Linked DNA regions of Anas platyrhynchos: region 1 is linked to region 2. Evidence: chromatin contacts called from public Hi-C data. All regions are on one chromosome and are shown on one strand. The core of a region is the stretch at or near the end of the contact, and the rest is flanking DNA. Distances in the headings are between cores, read along the strand shown.

Evidence for each region. Hi-C and Micro-C count contacts between places; a contact is called where the count stands out from the background.
Region 1: a Hi-C map of subcutaneous adipose tissue shows a contact between it and region 2, with 2.0 times the contacts expected there. The contact joins the promoter of CPED1 here to the enhancer-like site in region 2. A contact is called at or near these places in 4 of 8 Hi-C or Micro-C datasets (liver, skeletal muscle, small yellow follicle and 1 more).

The regions. Positions count from the first base shown.
Region 1 is chr1:24,622,643-24,626,217 of IASCAAS_PekinDuck_T2T, reverse strand. It overlaps CPED1 (cadherin like and PC-esterase domain containing 1), which reads left to right and starts at 1,744. Exons shown (of 24, transcript XM_005013138.6): 1 at 1,744-1,924; 2 at 2,404-2,879. The coding sequence starts at 2,628.
Region 2 is chr1:24,566,441-24,569,964 of IASCAAS_PekinDuck_T2T, reverse strand. All of the region lies in intron 7 of CPED1 (cadherin like and PC-esterase domain containing 1), which reads left to right. Among named protein-coding and RNA genes, the nearest start is that of CPED1, 56 kb to the left of the region's middle. Within about 2 kb of position 1,599, at least 1 of the 8 cell types and tissues checked has an H3K27ac peak or open chromatin away from gene starts, as enhancers often do. A contact at or near this core is called in subcutaneous adipose tissue, where this site is marked.

The DNA of each region.
Region 1 (3,575 bases), core at 495-2,994, 56 kb before region 2:
GCCCATGAATGAAATGATCCTGGGCTTGCAGGATGGATGATGTGCCTCTGAGATGGGGAAAATGTGAGTTTAAAGCCTCCACTTATGAAATGAATTGGGGAAAATGAAGTCAGGCTGCAGGGAGTAAGTGTTTACTTGCTGGGCTGAAGGTTACTGAGGGAGCAGGGGAAAGAGGAGAGAGAGGATTACTCTGTTCTAGTGTGGGACTCTTGGAAGGGGCTATGGTCTCCACATCAGTAAAACTACCTTTAATCCAAATCTTTATTAACCTCTTTTAGCAAAGTCTTCTAGCAATAGCATGGAAAGCTCTGACAAATTCCTTCACTAAAAATTTGCGAGAAGTTGACAACCATGTAAATGCCACCCACACAGCTGATGGTTGTGGTCCCAGAAATCAGGGCATGCCAAAAACCACAGGGCAATCTCTTCAAACAATATGGCAACTCTTCTGTGCTTCCCCTCTGCTGCTGCTGGGGTTACCGTAGCTTCCAGGCTGGCTGTAGAGTCTCTGCAATGCTCCTTTGAAAGTACCAGCTCCCTGGGTACCCTCTCCATTATATGGCATTGACCTACCCTGAAATCAGCTGCAGAGAACACACCAGTCACATTTGTTGGCTTGTCAGAGGCTTTGCAACAAACACAGGCTGGAGGAGCAGGGACTGAGGATGCGAACTGGTGTGCAGGGAAGGAGGGAGCACAAGCAACATGTCTCTGCAGAGCAGAGATCTCAGCTGCTGCGTGGATGGGAAGTGTCTATCACTGGAGGGCACTACAAGTTTTGTACTTCTTCTCTGCCCAGGATAACCTAGGGATCTAATTTAGACAACCACAGCCCCAGACAATGCTAAAATGCAATGCCTCTGACAGCTGAGGTTCTGCATGAGGTGTTGAATCACTTGTATGGCATTCTTACATGTGCAAATTAATGGCTTTCGCTCGGGGGAAAAAAAAAAGGATACAAAAGCTGAATAAATACCAACATTTCAAATATATGCTCTACTCCTCAGTGCTGTATACAGGCCTCTGGCTTGGTAATACTGCTGCTGCTGTTGCATTTTGTATATTGGCCCAGGGTTATCATAATTTAACAACACTCATTTCTTATATATGAAGCAGCGTAGGAAGAACTCTTTCTTTTCAAAAATAGCTAAGGATGAAGGGTAACATAGATGACTTGTACACAGATATTTTTAGCTAAAGGAACTGGATTATATGAGAAGTTTAGGTCTATAAAGACAACAGAGTTCCTCAACTGTTCCCATCTGTCTCGTCCCTGTCCTGTGTCAGCAGGGGGAAGTAGTAACTAAGACCTTCTGTGGCTTAGATGCTAAGTGCTTTCGTCGGAGTATTTTTGTCTGCCCTCTTTTCTTTCCCTCTTTAACATTAGTAAGAACTTTTATTTATACACTGTGATGAGACATTATATCTACTATGGAAAAGTACTGACAACTGCTTTGTCAGTGTCACGTCAGAGTAAATCTGCTTCATTTTACAACATTTTTGTTAATCTAGAGTAAAATATTGCAGGTGCTGCTCAGATTTCTACTTGCCTTCAAGATATTTTTATGGTTTCAATTAGCCCGATTGCTGTAACAGCAGTTTTCTAAAAATTGCAGTGATGGTGGCTTCGAGGCATGCAGCGTGAGCAAGGACACCTCCTGTTCCCCATCCGGATCTCAGGCTGCGTCTCCGAGCCCCGTGCCTGCCCGGAGCGCAGCTAGCTTAGCCCCACCCTCTGAGCAGTCCAGCCTTTATTTATATGAAATCTGTGGTCCAACTGGCTTCAGATGGCGTGTGTATGTGCGTGTGCCTGCCTTCTGAGTGTGTGAGACGAGCCGGGATCATGAGCCAGGGTTGTTCCAAGTGGTTTTAATCAGCAGCCCATTAGAGGGGAACGGGAAACTTCTAACAGGATAAGAGCTGAGTAAGTAAATGCAACTTTGAGCTTGCAGTCTGGACACAACAAATGCAAAGGAAAATTTTTGTAGTCTGTCAGTTTTCAGATAAATGATCACTTTTAGGCAGAGATTGGTGCATGCTGACAGGAAAGAGGCAATTTAAAAGGTCTGGACTGAAGGAAACTAAAAACAAAGTAGGAACTGAGAATGCAAGAGAGAAAAAACAGCAAACGATCGTTCACGAGGTTGGTACACTCTCTTACTCTCTTCAGATGTGGACAGAATGCTTTCAGCTTTAACCTCTTGATTTCTTGGATGCTGCTGTCTGGCTGAATAGCTCCTTTTGCAAGCTGGGACTGAGGATTTCTGCTCCTCACCTGTCTGCTACCAGGTCTCTCCTCCTGGGAGTGCGGTGTGGAAGGGCTTGTTACAGCTCCCTGCGAAGGACCCCATGGCATGCTGCTGTTCTTTCCTCCTCACTTTTATTTTTTATTTTTTTCCACAGGTTATTCCCATAAACCCCATGGGAGGATACCTTACAAGCCCATGCTCCTCTGGATCCTGTAACTTCTTGCCAGGCACCAAGAAAGGACTCAGCAGCAGAAATGGAGAAAGTCCTCACTAGTTTTGGATAAAGCCTGCCTTTCACTTTTTTTTTTTTTTTTTTAACTTGTGAGAACGTGGCTACTTCGAATGCATCTGCAATGTGGCAAAGGGTGAAGTGAGGCCATGGTTTGTGGGCAAGTCCCCAGGTGCCGCAGGCTTTGTCGCCCTCGCCCCTTCCTCCTGGCCTTAGTGGTGGCTGTCTGTCTGTTCTGCCAGACCCTGACTCCTCTCATGACCAGCAGCTTCCTTTCGGCAGTTGTTAATGGGATTTCTCCACACAAACTGAGTAAAACACAGCCAGGAAGATACAAGGAGGTCTCAGCAAGCAGCACTCGCTGCTTCTTCCCTGTCAGTGACACACAGGCAGTGAGAAAGGTAAGTCAGCTGGAGCAGAGTGCTGAGCAATAATTAGCGTGGTGAGGGATAGTGAGTCTGGCAGGATCATCTGAGTCCAGCTAAAAATATACTAAGCTCGAAAGTCTGAGGTCTGTGTACAAACAAATGAGTGATCTAATGACAGTGGCATATGTGCAAGCACATCTCCATTACCAGCTCCTCAGTGTGGTGTTGCTAACAGAGGAATCCTAAAATCTTTGACTGAAACATGGCATTACTCTGTGACTCCAGAGAGATTTCAGTTTGCTGCACAGGCCGTATGTTATTTTGGTTTTAGGAATAGGGTCAGAGGCTTTCCAGCACAGACACGTAAATCAAGAGGCAGTTGGGGTTTCAAGAACAGTGACTGAGGCTGTTATTAGCAGCAAGACTGCAGTTGCCCTGTATTAAAGTTATCTGCTGGTCAGTTTTGAACTGTGCTGAAGTTATGCTGAAAAGCTGAATTTAAGCGCATTAAAAAAAATAAAATAAAATAGTGTTTCTCACATTTTCAAATCACAGTATTTACTTTGGAATCTCTATCCCACAAATTTTACTCTGTCCTTAGGTTACCTGACATCGTGTTTGTTTTGCACAGGGTTCTTAGGATGGGTGTTAAAACCTAACAAATGCAGACACTGTTATTTTACTTGGAAAATGTTCCAGACTGAGGTAGTTATTTTCACTCTGGAATCT
Region 2 (3,524 bases), core at 350-2,849:
TTTTTCCCCAAGAATGGTGGACTAAATTAATCTTTTAATTTTAAAAGAGTTTTAATTTTCTGTATTTCCATCATAGATGTGCTGCCTTTGGTAATGTTGCACGATAATTTGGAGATCTGATCTGGATATCTGTCAGCAAATATTCTTTTACCGGTGTAATTAAACCATTATGAGTAAGAAATAGATCCACAACTGTGGTTGACTTAGTTACAACTTTATTAATGCAAATTCAGGATATTTGATCTCCTATGCACAATAACCCTTTACCTTTGCTGGAAGTAACCAGAATGTGGTATGTAAATGTGAAGAAGGCATTTTTCAAGACTGGATACCAAATGATACCAAATGATTTAGAGAAACCGTGTAAAGAAAATAATAAATTTAATGAGTTAAATAATACATTCTCCACTGCTTCTTTGTTAGAAAACTATTGTAAGTGACTCTTACTGTTCAAATTTGCTTATCCCAATTGGAGTGACAAGACTTAACAATGAATTCTTGAATAAGCATTAGTCAAATGACAGTTCAGGAGGAGCTTAAGTGCATTGTACACACCAGCTGCCTCTTTTTTTTTTCTTTCTTTTTTTTTTTTTTTGTGGGGAGGGGGAGGAAAGAGATTATGCAGATTTTATTAACTTGATTCAGAAAGCAAAAGAAGCTAAATATTTAATTGGCGTTAGGATTTTGTGTGTCATTAAGGAGTGACAAAAGTGCAACTCTAGATTTGGGCCCTGGTTGGAAAGAAGCAGGGAATGGCTTTCTGCCACATTAATGTTTTGCTACGAAGCTTGCATAATAGCTTTATTTCCTTGAGGAAAATTGGAAACCCTTTATTTAGACCATCTGTGCTTTGAAAAATTATTAATAAAATAGAAGATTTTAATTTTGCATATGGTACCAATTAAAGGAGGGGTCATTGTCAACGTGTACAATAATCGCCTTCATATTATTGGCCTATGCTTGTGTATTGTGCAAAAAGGTGACCTATGAATAAACTTCGGTTTTATAGAAGCTGGTGTGTAAGACACTCTTATATGGTTACTTATCTCCAGGTTTATCACACTATAAATTATCTCCTTTGCTCAGCCACTAGCCTTTCCCAGCTCAGTCCCAGTTCATAACTATGGATGCATTTTTGTAGACTCTAGAGGTGCCTCATCCTGTGTCACCTGTGAATGTGTTGTGGGCTGCTTTGAACTGCCCCCTCTCTGGCTCACTGTCCATTTGCTCAACTGAAATATGTCAGGTGCCTCCTGGATTTGAATTCATTGACTGGTGTATGTGCATAGACCCAGATACCCTTAGTTGAAACTATCATTTTAAGTGATTTTCAAGTTTTGCAGTGAAGAAAATGTAATACATTAAAGCTGTTTGCTGTTGCTTAAGCTTTCTGTGGTATAAGTCACTATAACTTTCACTGAAATTCTCTTTCTAATGTATTAGCATTTGAAAAATTGAGTAAAGACAAATATTTTTCATACTTAATCTATATGCAAATAAAACTGGACCCTCAAATATCCAGGAAATACGTCTTTTAATATGACATGGAGGTCTGGTTTAGAGCAGAATGTTGAAAATTAGATTGCAGTATTGCCCTCAAGTGGCCAATTTTGATACTACTTCAAGTAAAATTCGAAGATGAATATGAAACAGAATGCAAACATTCATGCAGATAAAGAGCAAAATGCTTAAAAACAGTAGAAAGACTCAGGATTTTTTTGCTCTGTTTTCTTTTTGGGTTACCAGTTGCTGCCCTGACACCTAGCAAGAGCAAATGCAAAAGAAAATTACCATCAACTCTTAAAAAGATTGCAAGGTTATTTGGAAAGAAAAATTAAATGTGTGCATTAGGTGCTGTAAGAACTTAGCATGTGCATTTCACTATTCTTACAAACAGCCTGCGCAGAGAATCAAATTCGCTAATGGTTCCGCTCCTGGGAGATTGAGCATAACATAAGTGCTGCCTCTGTTTTCTGTCCTTATAACATGTAGAACCCTATAATTTCTCTTTTTACTAATATTACAAAAAAAGTCTGTTTGGACTGAGGAATATCAAAGCTATGCTTATCTGACATACTGTATCTGTTATAGAAAGGTACTCATTAATATTTAGGCAGACTGTACCTGCTTCTGGTAACCTGCAAGGTAAGACACACTGAAATGGAATATACATGTATATCTTTATATAATAAACTCCAGTGGACTTCAATGCTATGGAGCTCTCTAATGGATTTTTGAATCCGTTTGTGCTTTTGGTCTTCCCAACAACCTGCAGCAATGAGTCTCTAGAGATTAATTATGTAGATTTCTTTTTTTTTTTCTTTGAAACTTTAACCTGATTATTAATTTCATGTCCCTGATTCTTGTCTTCAGAGAAAGAATGAGTAATCCTTTAATCCTTCCTTCTTTACCCTCTCCACGTCTGTGCCAATTTGTCAGGTAGTGTACAAATAGAGTTAAAATTCTACCTAGAGCTCTTTTCTGCTCTTCTCAACAAGAATATCCGAGTTTCTTTGGTAACAGCTCTAGACTGATTATTCTTTATAACAAGTAGGTATGTCATAAATAAATCAACACACTAATCTAGGCCCTTAGCTCTCTGTTTTTCTTCTGGTTCATAGATCTTCTCGCACTGGCTCTTCAATCCAAGCAGCTTTGTAAACATGTCTCCACGTGGTTCCCAACTTTCCCTGCCCTATCTCCTGTTACCCTGATTCCCTTTCTGCCTTCCAGCTTCCCTTAATCAAGCTGATTCACATTTGTTTCTCACAGCAAGCTGGGAAATGTTGTTAGTAAATCACCTTTACTTTTCTACTAAGAAGTTGATGTTGCATTGGGAATCAATCATTAGTTCGGACCCATTCAAAGGACCCAATTTAGTGGTTGCTGAAGCTAGTGAACATCAATAATCAGTGACATCAATAAGCTTTGGACTTAGTGTTAACAGCAAGGATCTTTAGAGAAAAGTTTTCTCAGAGGGTCTTTTCTCCTTTATTCACCAGCAAAGATTTAAAATAAGACATCCAGGAGCAAACACTGAAATAGGTGGACAGTGTCCACTGAACTTGATAAATAAAGAATATCTTCTGAGTAAGTACGCTTAAACAGTGCTGAGGGACAAGAGGATTTATTGTTGTTGTTTTCCACACCTTTTAGATACTATTTCTTTATTATATCTTATGCAAAGAAAATATATATACATTAATTTGAAATTTACTGTATAAAACAGCTGAATAACATCTTGGCTTCCCCCTTCATAATGATAAGATATATAAGAATAAACCACAGGTGGACTAAACAGACCTACCTAAAGCTAACACTATCAGCTTATGATAAATTACTGCACAGTTGAGATGTATTCTAGAGCCATTGTTTTTGATTAGGAGTAGTTTTTCTCCTATTACATATATATATATATTTTTTTTTTCTATATACTGTGATCTGTGAAGAGGTTTGTCTGTGCTAGCAGACAATACAGGAAATAGTTTAATTTCAAAATCTGTTTTTTTTCAGGCCTTGTATGT